2 separate regions of the Dromaius novaehollandiae genome follow, and region 1 is linked to region 2. A link is a contact called in public Hi-C data. All regions are on one chromosome and are shown on one strand. The core of a region is the stretch at or near the end of the contact, and the rest is flanking DNA. Distances in the headings are between cores, read along the strand shown.

Evidence for each region. Hi-C and Micro-C count contacts between places; a contact is called where the count stands out from the background.
Region 1: a Hi-C map of liver shows a contact between it and region 2, with 9 times the contacts expected there. The contact joins two enhancer-like sites. A contact is called at or near these places in 2 of 4 Hi-C or Micro-C datasets (brain and liver).

Annotation. Positions count from the first base shown.
Region 1 is chr4:23,501,692-23,507,654 of bDroNov1.hap1, reverse strand. ANK2 (ankyrin 2) reads right to left here. Exons shown (of 49, transcript XM_064510615.1): 15 at 5,836-5,963; 16 at 3,616-3,714; 17 at 2,860-2,958; 18 at 613-810. Among named protein-coding and RNA genes, the nearest start is that of ANK2, 110 kb to the right of the region's middle. Within about 2 kb of position 2,809, at least 1 of the 2 cell types and tissues checked has open chromatin away from gene starts, as enhancers often do.
Region 2 is chr4:23,388,178-23,394,600 of bDroNov1.hap1, reverse strand. No RefSeq gene overlaps it. Among named protein-coding and RNA genes, the nearest start is that of ANK2, 7.2 kb to the left of the region's middle. Within about 2 kb of position 4,465, at least 1 of the 2 cell types and tissues checked has open chromatin away from gene starts, as enhancers often do.

The DNA.
Region 1 (5,963 bases), core at 1,560-4,059, 110 kb before region 2:
TGGGCAAGAAGGCCAAAGGTTAAATACATGAGCAAAAGTGCCTTTGCTGGCATAACGACTGAACTATTTTCGACTGTAGCTCTCAGGTTTTTGTTACATGCTGTTAAATCAACCCAGGGACCCACAAACTCCAGAATGTTACATTCCTCAACCTTTGCATCTAATGTGAACCTTTGGAAGCATATGTGAAACACCTGAGAGATGGCAAGGTTGCAGCACAGCAAAACTACTGCTGTCCCACGTTCCTGAATGACTTGGAAACAATTTTCTCTTGACTGTCTTTTCTCTTCTTTGTCTAAAGTAACCTCTCTACCAGAGCTAGGTGTTGCATCATTTTCCTCGTCATGGCAAATAGATGCAGCTCCTCCTGAGTGTCACCCAGCACAGCTGCTAATGATACGGGTATAAGCTAACTGGTTAATCTCTATCTGCCAGTCCTAGATATTCTCTTCTCACTTTTACTGTTCACCCACCCGTTGTCACTTCTAGAAATTCACAGAAACATATATAAGGAAGTGGAGAATTTCTAAGAACATGACATCATTCCTACATGGCACTTCACATCTCACTGAATACTCCCACCATAGTACTTTGCCTCCCATTGCGAGTTACCTTTGTTGCCACATGGATATTAGATCCTTTCTCCAAAAGCAAGGTCACCATGTCAGTGTGACCTTCTTGGGAGGCCAAATGAAGCGGGGTCACTCCCTGTTTGGTCAAAATGTTGGTCTCAGCTCCATAGTTCAATAGAGTGGTAGCTATCTGCATCTGATTCTTCTTGGCAGCAATATGCAGAGGGGTGTATCCATTCTAACACCAGTCAGGAAAACAAAATGAGAAGAAAGTTAACACAACAGCCATGGAAGTGTATGAAATCAGACACCTTAAAACAACATTTTTGTATGCTTCCCACTATCCCAGAGATGAGATTCATTATATTCTGAAGGCAAAACATTTCCCATGTGGTCTGGCTCTTCTGTTGCTTCAGCCATCTGTATTTTCTCCTTCCAAACTAGAAGAAAGCTTCAGCTGACAGTACAGTTAATCTGATACCTTCAAATTATCCTGACTTTGACACCTACATTTTAAATCTCCCAGGCTGTAAATATTCACTTTTGACTGATAAGTGACATTCTCTGTGGAAAGTGATGGGTGAACACTTTACTGCGTTATGCTTTTTTGGAGTGTGTGGGTAGAACTGTGTTTGCATATGGAATTTTGATACATGTGTCAGTCATATTACTGTCTGGAAACAGTCATAGGAAGGAGTGTTTTTCAGTTCAAATTAACCACTTTAGCAAAGCAGACATATTTTTGGGCAAGAAGACAACTTCCCATTTTTAATTGCTTTAGAATGCACTACGGGGGAAAATTTTGGGTTATAAGAAACAGCCTCTTTAGAGGGGTTTGGTTTGTTGGAGTATGTCTGGAGTATTTTTGGGAGGCAAGCATGATGAAACTATCCTGTTCCAACTACAGCTTTTGCTACTCTCCACACATAACAGTAGAAAAAGCAGTTCTAATGTATTCACTGAAAAGACAGGCCACCTCTTTTTAGCACCATATATAACAGCACCGGTCAGAACATTCTGAAATCAGGAAGAATTTTCTGGTTACTTTTCTCTTTTAGTAGCCTTTGCCTAACATAGTGAGACTCTAACATAATACTACTCCTAATCCCAGAAGGAAGCCTGCACATGCCTATTCAGTTTCTACTAAATGGTTTCTACTATGAGACAATACCAAAGTGAGTTCCAATTATGATTAAAACTCATGGACACAGAAGTGGACTTAGACAAGACACATACATACATACATTTATTTCTTCTTTTCCAAAGAAGGCCCAAAAGAATCATAAAATAATCTATGTAGAAGATCATCTAGCTGAAACCAAGAACAACTCCCAGATTGTATTAGGTTGCTCAGCAATTTGCCTAGCCAAATTCTGAGCATCTCCAAGGATTCGGCCACCCCTCCTGGCAACTTGTTCCAATGTCTGACCAATCACACCGTGAAGATTTCTTTCTTTATATCTAACTGAAATTTCCCGTGTTGCAACTTGTGCCTATTGCCCCGAGACATTGTGTGCCCTCTGTCTCCATGTTAAGCATTATTCCACCTCTTACTATGCCCCCTCAGAGACCAAGTACTGCAGTATCGTATGCATCTGGTGAAGAGATTGCTCACTGCTTTCAGACTCCGAGAGGTATGTGTGAGCTGAGAGTCACATGCTGGGTATGTGGTGTGCCCAGCTAGCAAGTAAGTGTGCAGTACAGAGAAAGGCTGAAACCAGTCTTCTCTCTCACATGAGTTTTACAGTCATGTAACACTTGCAGCTCTCCGTAAAATTACTATGTTTTGCCTGTAAGAGGAGGGTTGGGTTCTGTATGGCAAACCACCAGATGAAACAGACAGTTTTAATCAGTCTAGAATAAAAGTCAAACCATTAATCCATAAATACGTACTGATTCAGCAACTCATCTGCAAAACAAGGTGCTGTACAGTTTCTAACAGAGTGGACTGCTTGCCTGTCTCATCACACCTGATGAGTCCTTAGTCTTCAACAAAAAGGAACGCGCGTGACAGGCACGAGTATGATGCGATAAGGTACAAGCATGTCCCCGAAACACAACGCCCGTCAGCGATCAGCCCTCTCCCCCGACAGCTCCCCCCTCCACTGGATATGAGCTGCAGATTCAAAAGCTGGAGGGGAACTATGTCACCCCACTTCCTGTAGAGAAAGGCCCGCTCTCCTCGCACGCGCCCGCCGGCAGGGAGGGAGGGGAAAGGACGGCAGCAGCGGAGGGAGAGCAGCCGTTGGCGGCGGCGGTTGGCGGGGCGGGGCTGGGCTGGGCTCACCTTGGCGGTGACGTGCGGGGAGGCGCCCCTCTCGAGCAGCAGCAGCGCCACCTTCTGGTTGTCGTAGTGCGCCGCGACGTGGAGCGGGGCGAGGCCGTTCTGCAAAGGGCGGTTACTGCGTTAGGCGCGGACAGTAACCGTTAACAGGTTAGCCAGCGCACGGCGGGGCCGAACTCATAAACCATAAATGCTTTTTTTTTTTTTTTTTTTTTTTTTTTTTTTTTTTTAGCATTAGAAACGTGGACCAAAAGTAACATTTAGCCAGCGGTTAGTAGGCTGTATTTAATAGGAAGGAGAAGTGGCGGAGGATGAATTTGAGCGGACCTTGCTACCTGACTACTCCCTGGGCGCACAGCAGGTTTGGGCCGCCAGCTCCCTGCAACTCTGTGACAAGCAATCCTCACGGCACAGGAAAAAAGCTGAGCCTGCCCTCCTGTTTTTGAATTACAATTTTTACAGTTTGAGCAGCTGAATGGAATAGCCTTTTCTTGAGCCACAGAAACATATCTGCCCTACAACTGTGCATAGCATTCCCATCTATAAGGAAGGTAAAAATATAGAAAAGCAACAAATACTGTAAATGCACTTTCCAAAACTAACATGCATAACCATCAGCCTTGGGAGAATGCAATAAAGCTAATGTGATCATGTGAAAGCAGCTGCACCCTTCTTTTGTATGTCTGTTCTGCACAGTTACTTCCTAAAGGAGACACGGAATGGCTGCTGACTCGTGTTTCTGAGCGCCCAAGCCAGTACCTTGCCAGCTGCATCGGGAGAGGCACGGCGTTGCAAAAGCAGCTTCGCCACTTCCAGGCTTCCATATTTGGCTGCCACATGCAAAGGCGTGAATCCCTTCTGAGAAATGTCGGGAGAGAAAAGCAAATGGTCGTGTTAAAAATTATGCTGACTTGTCTCTTTTAAGAACCACATGTACTCCTGATAGTAAATGTTATAGGTGGTTATGTTTTAACCTATGTCCTAACTGCCATTTTTATTCAGAATCAATAGCCATACCTAGAAATGGTATTATCACTTGAAAGCATGCTGAAAAGTGTAATGCACAAAAAAAAAAAAAAAAGAAAAAAGCCTCACACACAAACCTTTCTCTTCTGTTCTTGCATATGTACATGGTGTCAGGCTGGCAGACATTTTATCTGATACAGATTTCATCAGCAGAACACATTGTGTGGGCAACGAAGGCACTCATTCAAATACCTACTCAGAACAGGCTGCATTTTTAAATCAGTTTCATAATGATAGCTTTAGAAATATTTCCTGTATCAATTATTGCCAGTTACAATGAAACACCAACTAAATTCAGTGAGAAAAGCTCCAGAAATTGTGTCCCTTCTTTAGTGAGTTTGTTGAAGAATAATTTATATTTGGACTTAATACCTACACACTCACCAAGTTCTCTTGCAGCTTCTGAAATTCAGGTGAAGAGAGTCATGCATGACTCAAGGGCAGTGTTTTTGAAGGGTACTCCAGTAAGACTAAAATTAGTGTCTCTTAAAAGAGTCATTTTCTGTTAGTTTTAATAATGATTGTCAGTAAAGCACACACCTAAGACTGTGTCAAACTAACATGCTATTTGCTTACCACTTCAGTTTTAAAAATCATGCTGGTAAGGAAAACTCATGGATGCAAGACAGTAGGTGGCAGACTACACTGCTGTCCTAACAATAATCCCAGGGAGTCACCAGGGCCTATTTGCCTGACATATAAGTGATGTGTAGTGTTTATTTTCATTGTCATTTTATTCAATTAATCCCACTTTAAAAGAGTTTTACGTAAGGGAATCTCAAACATTTCCATCTCATGAATCACAGCTTAATAGAGAGATTATCCAGTGGACTACATCTTTCCCTATTCATAATTACAGAAAGTTCCTGCAGTAACTAAAGCTATTGCCATAAAGCAATATGAAAAATTAGGAAAGTACTTAGTGTATTTTCAGCCATTTTTAATATGATTTAACAGCTGGATAAAAGAAGAACAGCAAGCATTCCCAGTAATCCACGAATGAGAATTTGAGAATCACAGGTTTAGTCTTCTAAACCCTGGAAGACATCCCATTTTTCAAAATATGTTTTAAGCTCCAATTGTAAAATCAAGGGTACAAAATCAGGGATCGGTTTTAGATCTTTGGATCTAAAACTAGTGAAAATCACTTAAATCACTTGTGATAAATTTGGAAAAGATATCTTGGCACACAGTTCTATTCACAGTATCTGTTTTCTTAAGTGCTCCTCACTCCGTTGGGAATGTGTTGGTAACCATGTTGGGCTAATGTAAAACAAAAATAATTCCACAGAATGTTTCTTTTATAACCCTAAGAAAAAAAAAGGCCTATTGTGTCATATGATACCTCATTTATAGAATCACTGAAAATAGATTCACCATTAGCTGAGACTGAACAGATCCTGAATTGTATGTTTTGGGAATATTCCTTTTGGCTAGTAGAAACCAGAATTATTTACATAAAAAAGGTATTGAAAAATATGTGGGCCTATTCATACAAAAGTATTTAGCTTTGTTTTTCCATATCTGCATTTTCTATTTTGAAACTTTTGGCAAAAAAAAGGAAAAAAAAAAAAAAAAAAAAAAAGAAAAAGGCCTACCTGTAACACAATGGGAAGGAGAGAAATCAGGATTTCACGTACATTCTAAACCTGCTGAGAGCATGTATTTATCATGACCTGCTTTTGGCCCTAGTGGGAACCAAACTCCCAGCTTCAGATGACAGCAAAATATGTTAAAATTTGATAAATTCCTGATACATTTGTTCAGTCAATTTGATCACTATTGATTAAACAAGAAGAAAACAAAAACCACAACTAGCTCAGTTTCTCAGTGAAAGTACATTCATCATGAAAGAGGTTGCTCTCTGGGCACTGCATACCAGAGCATAGACACAAAGCATTTTGTCTTACTTTGGTGGACATGGAGTGTGAGACACAAAGCATTTTGTCTTACTTTGGTGGACATGGAGTGTGAGGCACCTGCCTCTAAAAGAACTGATGCAACATCAACTTGTCCCTCTCTGGCAGAAATGTGCAGTGGAGTGTATCCGTTAGTTGTTGCAGCATCAGGGTGGGCCATGT
Region 2 (6,423 bases), core at 3,216-5,715:
GCAGCTTTTAGAGGCCTAGAACCAGTGAGTGCTCACTTGCAGGCTTAGCTCACCTCTGCCCACAAACAAAGATGTCATCCTGTCCTCAGCGCGGTTATTCCACGCATCAGAGACAGACATCCTTCTCCCTGTGATCAGGAAATGCCTCTGGGAACACTGCCTCTTGAGGAATGAGTACAGGGGAGACAGAGAAAAAGTATTTTTGATCGGGACAAAATGTTTTGGAGACCCAGAATGCTGTAACAACGTATTTACCTATTTAAACTGATTCAGATGGATTGTACACATCAGCATATTCAGTTATTTACATATCTACAAAACTACATATTCCTAGAATAAAAGACAAAATTATTCTTGTGGAAAGTAAAAACACAAAGCTAACTTTGAAAATATATACTGTATTTATAAATTACCTCCTGCGTCACTTATTGTTTAATCTATGCTCTTATTTATTACTTATACACAGCAATGGTGCTGTTTTTAAGCTAGTATCACTGAATTGGTACTGAAAAAATTACATGTAAAACTACAATCTGACTTTTCTTCTGTACCTTGACTACACCTATTTTATTAATTGAAGAAAAACAATACAGAATATGAAATGAAAGAGGTATTATTAAGGGCAAGTTATGTATATGTATATATATTATGTATATATTAACATGCATAAATTGGCCTAGTCTTAACTGCTTTCCTTCCTTTTCTATGATACCACCTGGGTATAATTCACAGCACTGACACTTTTAGTGGTCAGCACTAAAAACATACTACAGATCACACAGTAGTATCTGCAGTTGCAAACGGGATTCAGTTCAATACTGACAGAAATCTTTGATGTAATAATCACACCAGAAAAAGATCCTGCTTAGCTATCTTCATCTTGAAAGAGTTATTTAAAATATTACTTTACTCTTACAACATGAAGTATATTGAGCATCTTTTCCTATGTTACAGATGGAGAAACTGGGACAGTATGGCTACATGCTTGTTCCTAAGAACATTAGAGCAGTCACTGTGGGATGAAGCTGAAGTCTTCTCTCTCCAATAGTGGCCAAAAGTCAGATACCTAAAAAAGAGTAAAAAAGGGCAAGTGTGCATGATGCTTCCCACAAGCACTTTTCCAGCTTCCAGTCATTTGTCACTAATGGACACCTGTGCTAGTTGTTTCTATTTATTTAGCAATCTTCACAGGCTGAGCTTTCCATGAACTTCTCCAGTCTCTCCCTGAAACTTTCTAAACTTCCAGCATCCACAACTTGTCACGGCATAGGGCTCTGCAGCTTAGTGATATATTCAAAGTCCCATTGTCACAGGCAGGTGTCTACAAACCAGACACAGGGCAAGACACAATAATTGCTATTCTCTAATCATCAAGGTCCTCACAGTCATCTCTGATTACTGTCCAAGCTGCACCATGACAAAGCAATGCTTTGCACACTCCACTAGCTTTCTAAACACCAAGATTTAAAAAAGCCCTTCAGAGACTGGTGCCCCCACTTTACATAAACATCTCAAATACGAGGTAAAGACATTTCAGCCGTGCAGGAGGAGGCAATTCAAGAGACTTTTTTTTTCTTCAGAATCCTATATAAATCAAAGACTTTTATTTCTGGCAATAGTGCTCAATTTGCAGTTTTCTGACGACAGCTAAATTGCATTAATTCTAAATATCACTCTCAACGTATTTTTGGTTTCATATCGATTGAAAATATTGACTGCACATTCTATTTTAACCAAGTCAAACTGGGTCTGATCCACAGCTCAGTAAGGGCAACAGTAGCCATTTTATTGATTTAAATGGACTCTGGATCAGGACCACAACTATTCAGTTCAACACTGCAATGTGACTTTTTACCTTCCTTCCTGCTTTGGCCTTTCTGCCCCACCTTCTTTTGTCTTTGATTATGGAGTTCAGATTTGGTCCTGTGAGAGGCAGAAGCTGCTACTAATGTTAAGAAGGACCAAGGGATCATCCTGAAGGTGCCACAGCTCTGCTGTGCCTCATTCCCAAAATGTGCTGTGCGTTCCTCAGACTCCCCCCTTCACTCACCCAGGGCCCCGTCCTTACCAGGTGCAGCTCTCCAGTCCAGTCTCTGCTCTGCCGGCAATGCAAGAGAGGCAACCACAACCAAGAGTGCAGCACATCGCAACAGCCTGCATTCCTCCAGCCCGCTCCCCAGCTACGCTCTAGAGCCACGGCCAAGTGGCCCCACACTCTGAGGGAACGCTGCTTTTTAATCCTACAAGGTGGATGCCTGCCTCCTGTGCGTGACCTGATGCAGTCTCAGTTGGAAGAAGAGAAAGCTGAAGGGAGTAGCTAAGACTTTAGAGCTCTCAATTCTTCTGATGAAAAATAAATGTTTTAAAATTTTTTGCTTGAATGCTTTCCAACGTAATGATCTGATCTGTTCTCAGAAGGCTTTTTTTTTAAAAAAAAAAACAAAACCCTTTTTGGTGAACACTTGCATTACAGCCAGATCCTACCAAATTACATTAGCTCTGACAGACAGCGCATACTTCAAGCTCAAGGCTAATTATCTGAGGAAAAGTCACTGAAAGCAAGTTATATGCTGAAAGGTACTTGTATATACATTTCACTTGTATCACTGATTGATCGTTCCTATCATTTATGATTAAGTGATTTTACTTGTTTTTCCAGAAACCAGGGAAGTCTTTCCATTAAGCTGTCTAAAGAGTCAAAAAGAGTATCTTTTTGTTCTAACCCAACAGACTTACTTGCTATAATACTTCATCATATTCAGAAATTATCCTGCTAAAATATTGTGTTTGGACAACAGTGTTTTAGTTAGTATAACCAATTTAAGAAGTAACAATTTCCAATCCGGAAACAGAACTCTGTCAGCTCAAAGCTGGTGCTTCCCCTTCAGGGTTCTTTCCCTTCAAGGTGATGTAAATAAAGATAAGTTTACGAATGGCACTGATACCAAAAAAGAACTATACCTTTGAAACAAGGGCAGATAACAGGAAAACTGACTTCACTGCCGCTGCATGGCATTCAACCTTCAGAAGCCTCTAAGCCAACATGACCCAGATCTTATCCACTTTAAATCCTTTCAGTTCCAACCTAGATGCTGCACATAATCAGCTCTGCTTAAGCATTCTTGATGGTACATTTAAAAACGTGCATGTGCTTTAGTACAGGACCAAGTCACACGTGCACATTTCAATAGGCACTATCTACCTTGAATTGAAAGCTTCCTTGTCCTTAGAGCTATCAGAACAGAGATGCAAGTACGTGCTGCTTAGGCCAATACTTTTTACAGTCTGACCTGTAATCTGAGCATACCAAAATTAAATGAGGATTACACAAAATAAACTATGAAAGATAATTGTTTATTTCAGTTTGCAAGATATGGAAGAACAGTATGACTGAATGATGTATCCTCATATTTCTGTCTACTACATATATGTATCTAAAATATCACTTGTATCACCTATGTACCAGTAGGACCAATGATAAGGCTGGATTTCACCTATCTATCTGTAGTCCACTGGCTTGCAGCCTGAGTATTTGGACCACAGTAGTGGGAGTGTATGTCAAAAATAGACTGGGTACACAAGAACAACATAATTTTTTACTCTTTTTTACCTCATGAGAAAGATTCAGACTACACACAGTTTCTAAAATACAACAGCAACACTGTCTTATGTAATAACATACAGAAGCCTAGTATGCCTGATCTAAAACCAGTAACATTATTTTCTTTCTCTTATGCTCCTGTTGAATGCAATACATATAACGTATGTTATATATATATGTTACAATAACATAAAGAAAGAAGAGTTAGATAATGTATTGTTTCATGGAGTATTTATGGCAAAAACAGGTGTATCATTTAAGATGTCTTTGAAGCACATTTTTCCACTGCTTATAACAGCAGATGTATTTGACATTTGTTTATAAAAAGGGAGAAAATTTTACATTAAGAATTCTCAGAAGAGCTCTCCAGACAATTTTTAGATACATCCCATATTAACAGTCATACTAAACATGCATAGCAAATAGTAAGAGCAAAGTCCTGATCCTTTTTTTAAACTAGATCTTTTTCACCTTTTCCTCACAAAAGGAGGCAAGCTGAGATTCCTTTACTTTTATTTTTCCCCCAAGGGTCATTCACTAGAGATGTCCCAAAGCCTGACCAAGCCAATACACAGAACAGAATTGCTGTTTATAGTGTACTGAACTCCTCTATCCTACATGTACATAACTGAACTGTGCCTTTACTACACAACATTTCCTTGGAAAGAGTAGAAAAACGATGGAAGGATTTTACTACAGAGTGAATCCCAAGGATGAAAGCTTCCTGCTCCTGCAGAGCTCCTCCGGGGCTTCCCGGCAGCGCACTCCAGAACCGTATTTCTGAGTTTTGGGGGAGATGGGAGCAGGCACCAGGACACGGGACCGTGCCCACAGGGCGCTGCCCGGCAGCGGGGCCGCGAGCACCACGGACAGCACCCGGCCCTTCCACCTCCCCTTTCCCCTCACTCGCCCCCTGCAAGGGGGGCTGCAAGGGACCCACTGGGTGCAATCTTTGTAACTGAAGATTTGTTAAACAACATGGAGTTTAAAAGAATATCGAGAATGCAAAAACAAATACTTTGAAGCTGTAGCCATGGTTGACCTTTGGGGACATCGTTCTGCGCCCATTTCATGTTTAAGTCTGCGCGCAGCTGTCTGACTCTACTACTGCATGTAAAGATCGGACGTGTGCGCCAACAGCAAAGATGGATGGCAGGCAGTGCTGTTGTGCGCTAACAACCCTGAGGTCCTGCTCACCTGTCAACTGCTCTGCTCAAGCAATGTCGGTGCAGCAAAGACCAAAGAGATGCAGAACAGCTTCGCATTTCTAATGAAACATTTGATCAGTGTTGAATGATAGCTCTTGAAAACAAAAGGTAAATTTGGGATAAAATCCTAGGGCCAAAACAGCTGAAAATTCAAGTGCTTTAAAGCCAGATCAAATTACTGTGGCATAAACTAATTTCTGTTGAAAACATGGAGTCAGAGAAGTGCACAAGCCTTGTGTTGTATTTCCAACCCCATGCGCCTGGGGAACAAATGGCGAATGATCCCCCTCTCCTGGCCAAGTAATGCTAAGGCAGCCATCGGCTCACATTTCAAGACAGCTCTTTCCAGCATTAGAGCAGCTTACATACAAAGTTTAGTGATGGCTAAAATATGCCATTGTTCTGAATCCAAGTGCTGCAGGCCCATGAAAATATTTATTCTGTTCAGGATCTCAACAGTAATCTTTATCCATTGTCATATCTTCATGTGCAATTTTCTGGCCAGCTCTGAAACAGTTTACCGAAGGCAGATCTCATTAACTAATGCGCCTGCAAATGCCCCTACAGTAACATCCTACTGAAAACAAGACGAGATACCCTGAGACCATTTACTAAGAGAAGGTAAAGGACTAATTTCATGAGAGAGGTCCTAGTGTACAAATTCTGCCTCCATTACACTGCTCTACAAGCAATTAGGATAAAAAAGCTCGGAGTAAGACAGAAGTGTCCTCTGTACCACACTCACCATGACCTCCTTGGCTGCAGCCTGAAGAGTCTAAAGACTGAAGCCAGTGACAGGGAATAGGCGTCTGACCAGTATGCAATCCGCCGCTGATGGGCACTGCCTCATGAGTTCTGCTGGTCTTGGACAAATAGTTTATTTTCTTCAGTAAGCACCTGCCAGGTGAGCTTTTACAAAGCACTTCATAACCTACTAAAGCTATCTTTTCTATATATCAGTTTAAAAAGTCATTTCTGAGTCAGCTAAAGGTATACATTACTCAAAAATCATAGGTGATCTAGCTTTTTGCACTTGTATGACTTTAAAACATCATGCAGATCTCACTTAAAAAAAAAGACTTTAGTCTTACCTTCCTAAAAGTAATGCTATAATATGATTTTTAATAGTTAACTTCCAGATCCCTGTTTATGGGGCCTTATAATGAAAAACTCCTCATGGACACACAAGAAGCACATGAAAACACTGCTATCATACATATTTCCAATATTGAGGGCATTTTGAGGACTACAGAGGTCATTTTTACTAGGATTCTACTTATCTTTAAGCGGGATTCTTAATGGCTAATGTTTTTCCAGCTTTCAGACATTTAAGAGACCACTTCTAGCTTTAGGAAATTTTACTGGTATCATTTTGAATGGTCTGTCAAGAAGCAGTTGGCTTCTTCTCAAAGGGGCTTTCAGATCATTTCCACAGTGCTGCACTTGAAAAGCACAAGTGTGTGTAAATTATTTTCTTACAATGATAAATTGAAATGATTTGAGCAATGGCCATCAGCGGTCTGCATAGGTATGCTAGCCCAAGACTGTGTTCACATCAAACTGAAGTGGCTGGTCTGATTCTGAATTTGTACTAAAGACAAAAACCTTCTAGCT